3 separate regions of the Mus musculus genome follow, and all the other regions are linked to region 2. A link is a contact called in public promoter capture Hi-C data. All regions are on one chromosome and are shown on one strand. The core of a region is the stretch at or near the end of the contact, and the rest is flanking DNA. Distances in the headings are between cores, read along the strand shown. Region 1 overlaps 2610307P16Rik (RIKEN cDNA 2610307P16 gene). Region 2 holds the start of Cdkal1 (CDK5 regulatory subunit associated protein 1-like 1). Region 3 overlaps 2610307P16Rik (RIKEN cDNA 2610307P16 gene).

Region 1 (4,208 bases), core at 463-2,962, 1.0 Mb before region 2:
TCACAAAAAGACTCAGTATGCATGAGGTTTTATAGCCTACTATTTCAAGTTTCAAAGACCAATTTCACACTGTTATCAACTGCTGCAGATAATTTAAAACTAAAAAGCAAACCTCTACAAAGACACAACATAATTTATTCCTGCCCAGAAAAACAATATAAAACAAAAGCACAGATGAAGTTCACTCCGTACAATCATGGGAGATGGAGATGGTGAGACTGAGACCTGAGACCTGAGACCAGTAGAGAGATGTGATCTAAGTATGAATGTGTTACCCCATGCTTTGGGATTCTATTCCGTTCAGTTCAGTTCTGTTCCATTGGCTCACTTTTATCCTGGAGAGTGTAGAAGGGTAAGACTGTGCCTTTGCCCCTGAGTTGCCTGGTAACCATCATTTGAGATTATGAGAAGGTCTTTTTAAAAGTACACACAAGGGGAACGCCAGGGCCAAAAAATGGGAATAGGTGGGTAGGGGAGTGGGGGGTGGGGTGTGGAGGACTTTTGGGATAGCATTGGAAATGTAATTGAGGAAAATACGTAATAAAAAAAAAGTACACACAAACATACATACATATACACATATATAGTTATGCACGTGTGTTTATGTATACAAAAACTTATAAAAATGTGTATAACACACACACACACACACACACACACACACACCCCAAATCACTATCTGTACATCTTAAGCTCTCCTAAGTCTGCCTTTCCTTACTGTAGTTGGGATATGTGGATTAAGTGGACACATTCAGTATCATCCACTATACACAGCAGCTTCTCTGCTGTATACTGCCCTACTTTCGTAAGTCTGGAACATGTATTTGGTCCCAAAGCCTTTGATAAAATGCTTTGCCACGATTCAATATTTTAAATGTAAATAAACCACTGCATCATGTATTGATTTTATTTCAGATACCGTTTCTCTGATACCTTAAGAAGAATAAAGTCTATATTACATGCCATTCTCTTAAAGATCATTTTCTTGGAGAGGAAAACATTGTCAAAAGTATGATGGATTTTCTTCTGATGGATGGGGGAGTTGGGGGTGAGGGGACTCACAGGGTAGCAACCGCTGTCACTAATCAACACAGCCACAGCCTGAGGATTGAAAGGAACAGTAAGGGGACAGTGTAGCTTGCCATTCTATGATCCTAACAAGGTGTGTACTGGCAAAGCCAAGCCGGAAAAAAATAACCCTGCGACTCATAACCTGGTGTCTGCCTCCTTTTGGCATCTTAAGTTTAGATTCCATAAATACTCTGAATTCTACTTTCTCCGTGGCAGGATTACTTAATTTAAAGCTATACACACCATCCGTGCCTCTGCTGACTCTACAGGTTATAAAACTAAGGCCCAAGAGATTACCGATTTCTTCAACCGACTGCTAGCAGATCCCCGAGACACAATTTGTCATGGCTATGATGGCACCTGGAACTTTGTATTTGCTTCAAGAGGTCTTCTGCATTAGACCGGCAGGAGGCAAGCAACTGATAAAAAGATCCACAAATCCTTCTGCTTCAGAACAGAGCCACCCCCACCCAACAGGCAAGATCTGGACCCTCACTTTCTTTAATCAGAATTATGTGGGGTTTAAGCCAGGATAAAAAGATGTTCAGTTCCATTCTTTATGGGTTTCTGGGGGACCAACACAGGGGTGGGAATCACAGACGGCTGTCACCAGATCTGCCTCACACGCAGGCAGGAAGCAGGGTGGCAGTTAGAAGACAGGAAGACTGGGGGTGAGCAGAAACTTCCCACGGTGCCTGGAGAGATGAACAAGCTGTTCTCTCAGCATTCTTTTGGACCCAAGTGACTTGGTTCCTGGGCTCCCAGAGAAATGTGTGCCCTCCATAAGGAAGTCTCCACCTGCTTGGGAGAGATCACTACTCAACTGGCAAGATAAAAAGGAATGGTAGCTTTACCACCTACATTTCTACTCTAGCAATTAGTAAACTGAAAACAAGGGCTCAACAATCATCTGAGTTAATATTATTATTGCTATTGTGGTTGTTAGGAATGTAGAGCTTTAACACCTGACACTGACATTGATGGGGAATGTCAACTGGTACAGCCACTGTGGACATCAGTATGGCTCTTCCACATGGCTACAAACAGAGCTAGCTACCTTATGATCTGGCTGTACCACTCCTGGTATATATTCAAAGGAATCTTCCACTGGGACACTTGCATCTTCATGTTTATTGCAAGACTATTCACAATAGGCAAGATCAGGAACCCGCACTGATGCTGACTGGTGGATATATATGTGCAGTGCAATTTTATTGAATTGTAAAGAACCAAAATGAAACTGTAGCATTTACACAACTGGAGATCATTGTGTAACAGAAATATACCAGACGCAGAAAGATGAAGGGGGTCCATTCTCACATGTGCACATGTGCAGAATCTAGTTTGCTTTGTGTATGTGTGTGGGTGTGGGGGGTGGGGGGGGAGGGAGGGAGAGAGAGAAGGAAAGAGAGATGAAAGTAGAAAGGTCACTACAAAATGGGAGGAAAATGGCTAAAGGGAGGAAGGAGGAGAACAAAGGGATGGCTAATGGAGAAAGATAAAATGCCTCACTTTCGCTCATATATGTAGTCTATATTTAAGCATAACACATATGGCATGAATGCAAAGAAGGAACTATTTGGGAAGAACAAAGGGATGACCAAGAAAGGGGGTGAATGGAAGTGGCATGTGAGGGGATAGGAGCAAGATGCAACTACGTGTGTGTGTGTGTGTGTGTGTGTGTGTGTGTGTGTGTGTGTGTGTGAAAATGAAACCTATTATTTTGCATATTTACCAAATTTTAACTTAAAAGCTTAAAGAAAAGAAAACTGAGAACAAAAGCTATGAGCCAGACCTTGAGCCAGCCTATCAGAACTCCAACATCTTGGTTAGGTTTCCTGTATTACTGCTAATATTTGTAAGGAATTTAGAGAACAGTGTATTAGAAAAACAAAAACTGAAAAAGCTTATCCAGAAATGCTATTCTGTGCCATATAGAAATATTTAAGTTGTGTCTTTTTAATACATCTCCCTAAAACTAATAATATATACTATTTAAATTTAGCAAGTTAATAGTGAATTACTCTAAAATATCATTAATGCTGATTTACACACAAATACATGCATGCACACACCAAAAGAATTCTGTAGAACTTCCTGGAAATTATAGTAGTTTTCCCATGAAAAGAGGGAGAAAAGTCTTTGCCATCATTGAATAAAATCTGTGTCGTAGATTTTCATCCTAGATAGCTCTGCTGTTTCTCATGCCGTAACCATGCCTTCTCCATTACTGAAGTGCATGAGGCAACACAATTTCCATCAACTTTTGTCAGAATGTAGGATCTGTTGACCCATGGGCCTGCTACACTGAGTCTGCTCCGCTTGCTAACACAGTTTTCAGTCATCCTAATTATCCACTGTGTATAGGTACCAGCTCTGTTCTGTGGTAAGACCTGCCCACTGTGAAAGCCGTTGCCACAATAAGGAAGGATATGAAGATGTATGAAGAAGAAAGGATAAAGCAAAGAGATGAAGGGAGAAACTCATCATCAAGAGACATCAGAGGAAGGAGGAGGAGCAAACTGGGCCACTCTCCACTCCGGCATGACAGTCAGGAAGTTCATTCAGGGAAAGAGAACCGTCAACAGTGGGAAGCAGATGGGAGAAAAGAAGCCCAGGTAAGTGGGACCACACAGTTCAAACAAGAGGGAGGGACTCATGGCCAAGCTCTTTGGCTAGACTATCGCCAATGTAGTAAGCAAACAGGAGGGATAGCAGCCCCAAATCCCCACCAAACATGAGAGATTTCCTTTAGGGATGGATACAAAACAAAAACAAAAACAAAAACAAAAAAAACAAAAACGAGCAGTAGCCATAACAACAAAACAGAACCATCCGTGTGGTACAGAACCATCCATGCACCCGGGCCATTTGTGTTTATGTGTATTAACTCATCTGAAACCCACAGGAACCCAAGAGAGAGAATATGAATATGGTTTCAGTGTGAAATGTCCCCTCCAGGCTTGTGCAGTTTAATACTTGGTCCCCAAGTAGTGGTGCTGTTTGGGGGACATTGTGGAGCATTTAGAAAAATGTGGTCTAACCGGTAGGAAATGGCTATGGAGGTGCACCATGTGGGTGAGAGCCCACATTCCTTAACTTCCTGATCCACCTGGATGTGAGCATGCTCCTGCAGC
Region 2 (4,350 bases), core at 989-3,488:
GAACAGTCTTCTCAACAAATGACACGAAAACAACTGGATAGCCACACGCAAGGAAACGCAGCTGGGGCCCCATCTCGCATCATACTCAAAAGTAAACTCACAGGGGCTACAGACCTAAGCTTACGGACCTACTACTAGAAGAGTCTTACAGCTATCACAAGTATCAAGTTTCCCAATTAGACACTGGCTTCTTAGTTAAGGACAACAAGAGCACAAAAGGAAAAACAGGTTAGACTTCATCAAAATTAGTGTTTCAGCCAGATGCAGTGGCTTGTGCTTGCAATGCCAGCACGTGGGAATTTAAGGCAGGAGGACCAGGACTCAAAGGCTGGTCTCAGATACAAATCAAATTTGAAGCTAACCTGGGCTATGTGAAAACTGTTCTCAAAAAAGAGAAAAAAACAAAACAAAACAATTCTCATGCTTCAAAGACAATATGAAGACCATGAGAGAGCATGCAGTGGGAGGAAACAGTAGTAACTCATAGAATACAATAAGGGCCTCTCATCAGAGTAAATAAAGAACCCAAAAATACAAACAACCCCAAATTAAAATACGGGAAAGGGATCCCAACAGACATACTTCCAAACAAGATATATAAGTATCTGATAAGCACAGAGAGCTGTCAGTAAAGTCAGCCATGAGGGAAAGGCCATTCAAACCCACAAAGATATACCGTTTCACACTCCCGAAGACAATGAGAATTACAAAGACAAGTAGCCATGTTTAACAGCAGTGAATCACATCGCACAGAAAGGAAACAAGAATCTGGCCTGGCATGGTGGTGCACACACTCAATCCCAGCACTTGCAAGTTTGGTCTATATAGTGAGTTCCAGGCTAACAAGGGATAAACATTAAGACAACATCTCAACAAATTTAAAAAATAAAAATAAATTTTAAAAAAAAGAGAGAGAGAGAGGGAGAGAGAAACAAGACAACCCAGCTAGAAGAGGTACAGAAACAAGCCTTCAGGAATGCCATATTTGGGCTGCAGAAATGGCTCAGAGTTAAGAGCACTGATTGCTCTTCCAGAGGACCAGGGTTCAATTCCCAGCAACCACATGGCAGCTCTTACCTGTCTGTAATTCCAGGATCTGATAACCTCACAAAGACATACATGCAGGCAAAATCCCAGTGCACATAAAATTATAAATACATATTTTAAAAAAAGAAAGAAAGTCATATTTAACAGCCAGGTAGAGAAGTAGGATATAACAGGGACTAAGCAACAGCCAAACAAGAAAACAGATGTGCCACAAATGGGAAAGAGAGCATGTCTCGCTTCTTAATGAAAATGAAAAACTAAGGAAGAGATACAAAAATGTCTCTCCGATGAAGTTATAGGGAAATCTAGTTTTCACAAAATGATACTGGCTAATTACTAAAAACTTAAGACATCTTTCTTCATATTCTAATGCAGAACTAATTACTCAAATATTAGAAACTAAAATAAACCAATACCTTGATTTTCTGAAATTGGTCTCAAGTCCTCTTGAAAGATGAATCTGAAAAATTAAAATTAATTAGAAAATGCGAGTACCCTATAAGTTCATAAAACCAGTGTATGACCTCTTTACAACTTCCTTAAAAAAAAAAAAAAAAAAAAAAAAAGGATGCATCTAGCCACTTTTTAAACTGCTACCCTGCACTGTAACACCTGAGCACAATGAAAATCACCAAGTAAGAAACAAGTGATCCCTTATGACACAGGAAAGTTTTCTAAGCAAGGGAGCAAAGAAAAGAGGGGAAGGGGGCGCAAAAACACAAGCGACCTCTGCCCCTATGCCCAACTTCAGTGCAAAACACTCATCTCCTGAAGCCCTGATCGCGTAGCACAAGTACATTCACGGGTAAAGCGAGAGGGGAAATGAGGCTAGAGCAGAATGGAAGTCCCTGACGTCGCCAGCCAGCAGTGTCTGCCGCCACGCCGGCCTCTCTCCAGGCAGCGCTCCAGAGTCCGACTCTCCACGCCAGCCGCCAAGTCTTTTCCAAACTGCGAGAACAAGCGGGCGATCGGCCCAAAGGAGAAAACCTGCGGAAACGAAGCTCCGCCCAAAATGCAGCTCGGCCCACGGTCGCTGAGCACTGATCCATTTGCCCCAGTATACACAGATCCAGAACTTCACCTGTCCGAACTGAGAGGAAAAAAACCACAAGCCCCTGCCAGGAAACTGCACAGACTTCAGATGGAGAGCGCCATGACACTTGTGTCCCGCCGGGCTGATTTGCGCATGCTCCGCGACGGTAGACCGGAGAGGTCAAAACAGATCGTTGTTTCAAGTTTGCGTTTGTTTTTATCTATAATTATTACCACATTCTTCTACAAACAAAGGTGAAAATACACTCCTACCTCATTATGTTAGCTTATCAACTAACTTCTGCTAAGTTATAACCTTATAACTTGTCCTGCACAGTTAAGAGATTAACATAAACATCTTGCCATTTATTATTACTACTCATTATTCACAAAAAGGGACTGGAGACTTTAAATACTTACCAGAATAATTACCTCCGGAGTAAATCATTTTCATTACATTCATTACATTTTATCAGTTCCCTCCTCTATCTATCTATCTATCTATCTATCTATCTATCTATCATCTCTATCTCTTTTGAGACAGCATCTCTCTATAAAACCTTAATTGCACAGTCACTCATTATATGGAATGAACTGGCCTCGAACTCACAGATCGACCTGCCTTTACCTCCAGATCTCTAGGATTAAAAGCATGCTCCACCATGCCCAACTAATTTCCTTCTCTTCTATAGAGAAGAATAACTAAAATAATAGTTGTTCTATCGAATAACAGAAGTCAATTAACACCAAACTCGTGCCCACATCTACCTCCTACTGCTGGGATTACGGTTGTGGCCCACTGCAGTAGGCTTATATTTCTGCTTCTGCAGAGACAATTCAGCCGAGGTAGTCAGGTTTCATTTAATAATTCCATAAGAATACATAAGAAGAAACCTTTATACTTTCTTTGTCAGTAATGCATAACTTTATATTTAAAAAGCAAAAAGAAAGGAATGATGTGAAAAATATGGAACAAAATCTTTATGTTTTCAAAGGGATGAAGATTTTTGTTGAAGGATGAGTGGTTTAGCAGTCTGTGTATTGGGACCCAGGGACTTCTGCATGCTAAGCAAGCACTGTACCACTAAGCTGCATCTCCTGACCCTAGGTTTGTTGTTGTTGTTTGTTTTCTTGCTTTTGTCTCCATAGTGAAAACTGAATGGGAAAATGTTAGCAATAATAAAACCAATGGACAAAGGAATAATAAATCCAGAAATTACAAAAAATTAAAAACAGATTTAGTTTATAACTTTAGCAATTATCGGTTGTACTATTGAATTTAAACCAATCAATAACTTTTCATGAGACACAATGTGTGTGAGTTTAATTCGCTCTTTAAAAAGTGCATATGAATTGTTTGTGCAGAGATTGCATGGACATAATAGCGACAGTCTTAAGACAGATAAGTCTATTTCTTAGGCGAATGGGACAAACGTAGATGTGAACTGTAGGGATTGGGCATTAAATGTGCTGTGATTTACATTGACTTTCCACAGCCTGTGACCAAAACCCAGCTCTAATTTCAAAACAAGGGGTGCACATAAGAATCGATGTTGGATACAGGGACTGTGAAGATTGATCCTGTATAAGAAATTACTTGACAGAATAAGGCTCCCCTGGCTGAAAACTATATGACAGTAATTTTTTGTTGTTGCTGTTGTTGTTGTTTGGTTTTTTGGTTTTTTTCAAGACAGGGTTTCTCTGTATAGCCCTGACTGTCCTGGAACTCACTTTGTAGACCAGGCTGGCCTCGAACTCAGAAATCCACCTGCCTCTTCCTCCCAAGTGCTGGGATTAAAGGTGTGTACCACCACCGCCCAGCACAACAGTAATTTTTAAGGAAGATTTTTTCCCCCCAAGAGTGGATGAACCCAACAAGAAAGAGTGATAGTGTGAACAAAGAGAAAACAGGAGGAATGCTGTAGCAACATCAAAAGAAAGGCTGCCTCTAGTGAATGAGTGCCTCAAAATATAGGGTAAGAGGGAGGAGCTGAAGCTCTTAAATGCTGCTAGACAGGGACATGAAATCACCTCCAGTCTGTGGAGGAATGCTGAAGGGCATCTTATAAAGTAGCCACTAGAGGTCAGAGTATTGAACTTCTGGCACCAGCTATTCGCTTGCTCTAGCAGGTCACATAAATGGCGTTGCTCTAAGTGTGTAAGTAAATTTCTCTTTTCAGACTCCTGAAACCTGGAACCCTTGCTAGAGCAATGAGAACACCACATTCCCTTGCCGTAGAGCAGGTAACTTACCTAGGCCCAGAATCCTCG
Region 3 (4,317 bases), core at 897-3,396, 1.1 Mb before region 2:
AAACTATGGGTTAAGCAGATGCTCAAAGCCACAGGTCTGGTGACCAACAGCCAAATGGTAGTAACATACACCATCTCTGTGTATGCCACATTCCTGAGTGGCCTTCACAACTGTAAGACACCCCTAAAACTACCCCATCAACACAGATAATAATCAGAGGCCCTGAAAGTTCTTCTGGTCCAGTCCTGAAGAGGCAGCTTGATCACACCTAATCAAAAAGTCCAAGTAACTTCAGATTCAGAAACTTCTCAAACATCAACATGACACTGCAAATGGGAAACTCCCTACTTGCGGAATGAGGGATGGTCAAAGAGGTAGGTACACAAACAGTATTGTAAAAATCATTTCAGGCAGCTGGACACTGGTGGCTCACACCTTTAATCCCAGCACTTGGGAGGCAGAGGGAGGCGGTTTCTGAGTTCGAGGCCAGCCTGGTCTACACAGTGAGTTCCAGGGCAGCCAGGGCTACACATAGAAACCCTGTCTGGAAACAATAACTTATTATTATTACTATTATTATCATCATCATCATCATCATCATTATTATTATTATATTTCAGGCTACATGTACAATGTACATATAAAATATGAGTGAATTTCATATTGTTGGACTTGTGTCCCATCTCCAAATATCTCATAATGTATATGTTCATAAATGTTTCAAAGTCTGAAAACGTCATTGTGTGAAACATTTGTGGTCCCCATGCTTTTCAAACGAGGGATGCTGGGCTTGGTGTTCTTGCCCGCCCTTGGCTTTCTCTAACTCCTGAACACACTGCTCTCTTCCTAACTCCCCATCCCCCACCCCTCAGCTTTCACCTCTGTGCCACCATGCAAGGCAGTCTCTCCTGTATGACAGTTCCCTATTGTATTTTATCCTAAATGGACCCAGAATAAAGGAATGCTTGCGTTACAGAATACAACCTCACAAGCATTGGAGCTGCTCTGTATAGGACACTGAAAACAGAATGTTAAATACTGTGAGGTACGGTAGTACCTACCCATAATCCTGACACTTGGGAGGCTGCAGCAAGAAGATCCTGAGTTTGAGGCCAGTCTGAACTATATAGCAAAACAAAAAAGAGAGGGGGTGGAGGGAGGGAGGCCCTCTGCAAAGAAAAACTGTCTGAGGATAAATATTTTTAATGCTATAGAATTTACATAAAAATATACAAGTCACTTGGGGGCAGGGTCTCATGTAGCCCACGCTCACTTACAACTTTCTATGCAGCTTGGGATAAACTGGAACATATGGGTCTCCTGCCTCTGTGTTCCTGAGATGACAAGCAAGCCTCACCATGCTAGATTTGTATGGTGTAGAGATTAAACTCAGACGAACACTCTACCAACTGAGCCAAGGCTGCACCAAGGCAGCTCTGAGAACCCATTCTTTGGAACAGTAGCCAGGATACAGGGAGCTGAGCTTGACTACAGGATCCTTAATCCTCTCACTCTCTAGAATGTTCCTCTGGAGGAAAAAAAAATATTTCCCCAAACAACCTGGTGTCCTTGGGTTCATAATTTACTGATACATTTTGAGGATAATACATAAAATCTATTTTATGTGATATACCGACCTCTACAATCTGAGTCAAATAAAACTCTTAGGTTCTCTGTGCCTCTTCAGTGGTGAGGCATTATGGATTATGGCTCACATCCACTGAGGTCTTACACATACTTTACTATTAAAATACAGAGACTAGTGTGTACCACACTATCTACATACAGAGCAGAATGTGACCCCAGGAAGTCAGACCAAAACGTGCATGCTTTTGGTACCAGGAAAAGCATGTCAAACGGTGTCCAACTGCTACTGAAGTCACTGTGGGAAAAGCAAGAACCAGCCTGGCGACCTCACACAACCTCATCTTATAAACTGAGAATTCCTTCTATGCTGAGCTGTTGAAAGCCAGACTTAGGCTGGCTGATAAAACATTCTTATGAAATTTCAATTATTCAAAAAACCAAAAACCAAGTGAGCCTTGCTGAAGTTGTAAGAAAACTAAAGTGGGAAGGTGAACAGAAAGCTTGCCTATTTCTGAGACATCAAATAACCCAGGGTGCGAGCCTCCAGCCTGGGACTCTCCATGGAACTTTCAATGGGACAATAGGGTTATCATAGCCTGAGCTGTTATCACAGATGAGTTCCTCTAACATCTGGACAAACTGACAGATTCTTCATTCCTTGTCTCACTTCCTCTTCAAAGGCCAGTATCATGTTCAAATATTTGGGACTTTCTAAGATAGTTTTCCAATTATGTGGTATTTCAAAAGCCACCTTATTAGCAGAAGTGTCAGTCACTGAAATGTGGCTCAGCAGGGCTGGACCTCACCCCCATGTCCAAACCTATTTTGTCAGAAACACTTCATTCTAGATATCGGCTACACATCTGGCAATTCTAACTTAGAAAGGAATTCTCCGGTTGTCCTCGTGATAAAAAGAAATCACTATTAAAATATTTATAAGGTACTGGATTTCTGTTGTGTGTGTATGGGGGGGGATATTAAGCGCAATGAGAGGAGTGGGGAGAGGAGGAGCAAGAATGGAGAGAAGGGCAGGAGAAAATAACTAATTAGATCGCAGGTTTTAACAGTGGCCATGTGGGTAAGTGTGTTAAATGGTAAGGATCCAAGGGCATCGGTAACACAGACAAATCAGAAAACCCCTCAAGGAGTATTGCACATCGATGTAAAATGAGCGCCTGCCACCTGAAGTGACCATCCTAAATCAATGCTTGTGCTTTTACAAAGTGTCCATATAGTGAGCTGGCTCCCAGCAAACGCAGCAGGAATGGCAACCGAGCACATAAAATACTAGTCTCAGGAACATATTAGAAGGGCAGTTTTTGGGGGCTTAGGAGGTAAAGGTACTGTGCCACCAAGCCTGGTGACAAGTTCAATCCTAGGGACCCACAGGGTGAAGGAAAGAACAAACTCAGCCCCTCCCTTACAACCTTTCTCTCCCTCTCTCCCTCTGTCTCTCATAACACACATGCGAATAAATAAATGCAATATAAAACTTTAAACAACATATTCTAAGTTTCCATTATATATAAGTATATATAATGCATATGTAATATACATTCGTGTATATAACAACATATTACACACACACACACACACACACACACACACACTATAGGCCAACAGACAATGTGAGCTAAGATGGGAGTACAAATCTTATAAATGAGAAATAAAGATATTTAACAATACACATAGAGATATACAATTGCATAAAGGAACAGGAGCACAGATTTCAACCCTGAGAAGCAGTAGCAGAAAGTATATGCTTACCACAAAAATATAGAAGGACTCTCTCCTTCCTCGCTGTCTAGAAGGGTTTGCTCCCAACACCTTGGAAAACCAAGCCAACATCATCTAATGAAGCTCACATCCCTGCTTAGTAATCTGGTTGGGAAAAGATAGCAGAGAGTCAATTTACTCTGTGCTAAAAGAGGGGCCACAGTCCTGTCACTCATCTACAAGGACAAAAGCTGCATATATCCTGATTCTCTCCAGATCCTAAGATAAAAATTAATTAAGTTTATCTAGGAGAAAAAAATAAACAGGAAAACACTCAGGGGTATGGGATAGGGAGAAGGAGTGGACAAGAAAGGAAAGATAAGAGGTCAGGGGTCAGGTATTGAACCACCTGCTGTATGCAGGACTGAGGTGTCATTTCATGGGACAACTATGAGAGCTGCAATGACCTATGGGAAATGTAGTTTTTACATAGAACCCTCAAGAATCACCTGCTGAGGGCTGGTCCCAGGATTGCTCTTTTGCAGTTGTATGCTGGCAAAAAGGCTTTCTACAGCAGAATGGGTAAAGCGGTCCTCAGAAACAGCCAACAGCATCTGGAACTTGGTGAGAGCTAGGAGGATCTAAGATCCACTCCAGAACTCCAGCCCAGATGTTCCCTGACTGGAAACGGATAAGTGGCAGCTCGTTTACACAATGTAATACTCCAGGGTAGTCCAAGGGCTACTGAAGCTGCGTGCCCTACTTCACACACAATGCTCACCTAGCAAAGGCATTGCAGCCTGTTTGTTTTAAAAACACATTTTAATGGGAAGAAAAGGAAAAAAAAAACAAGTTTTATCAGAGGCAAAGTGTGGGAGAAGTGACTGGAGATGAAAGAGAATAGATGGATGGAGGGTTACAAGCAGGATTTTATTGATCTTTATTTCATAAATCTACGTACACTCTCAGTATGAAATATTTTGTAAAAATTGTCCGAGGAAGGGCTAGAGAAAGGACTCTGGATAAGAGTATATATGGCTCTAATAGAGCCAAATTCTGTTCCCAGCACCCAGG

The links. Promoter capture Hi-C pulls out the DNA fragments that hold promoters and counts their contacts.
Region 1: a contact with region 2 is called in a promoter capture Hi-C map of the HPC-7 cell line, with 5 times the contacts expected there. The contact joins the enhancer-like site here to the promoter of Cdkal1 in region 2. A contact is called at or near these places in 7 of 39 promoter capture datasets (the 3T3-L1 cell line, the C10 cell line, the HPC-7 cell line and 3 more), 2 of 115 datasets of contacts at active chromatin or transcription factors (embryonic stem cells and large pre-B cells) and 1 of 9 other capture datasets (liver).
Region 3: a promoter capture Hi-C map of liver shows a contact between it and region 2, with 2.5 times the contacts expected there. The contact joins the enhancer-like site here to the promoter of Cdkal1 in region 2. A contact is called at or near these places in 5 of 39 promoter capture datasets (the 3T3-L1 cell line, hematopoietic stem and progenitor cells, hippocampal neurons and 1 more), 4 of 115 datasets of contacts at active chromatin or transcription factors (bone marrow-derived macrophages, embryonic stem cells, large pre-B cells and 1 more) and 2 of 9 other capture datasets (liver and pancreatic islet).

The regions. Positions count from the first base shown.
Region 1 is chr13:28,831,804-28,836,011 of GRCm38.p6, forward strand. All of the region lies in intron 2 of 2610307P16Rik (RIKEN cDNA 2610307P16 gene), which reads right to left. Among named protein-coding and RNA genes, the nearest start is that of 2610307P16Rik, 52 kb to the right of the region's middle. Within about 2 kb of position 1,713, at least 55 of the 459 cell types and tissues checked have an H3K27ac peak or open chromatin away from gene starts, as enhancers often do. A contact at or near this core is called in the HPC-7 cell line and pre-B cells, where this site is marked.
Region 2 is chr13:29,853,435-29,857,784 of GRCm38.p6, forward strand. It overlaps Cdkal1 (CDK5 regulatory subunit associated protein 1-like 1), which reads right to left and starts at 2,239. Exons shown (of 16, transcript NM_144536.3): 1 at 2,129-2,239; 2 at 1,464-1,507.
Region 3 is chr13:28,795,950-28,800,266 of GRCm38.p6, forward strand. The region is part of intron 2 of 2610307P16Rik (RIKEN cDNA 2610307P16 gene); the gene reads right to left. Among named protein-coding and RNA genes, the nearest start is that of Mir6368, 87 kb to the left of the region's middle. Within about 2 kb of position 2,147, at least 6 of the 459 cell types and tissues checked have an H3K27ac peak or open chromatin away from gene starts, as enhancers often do.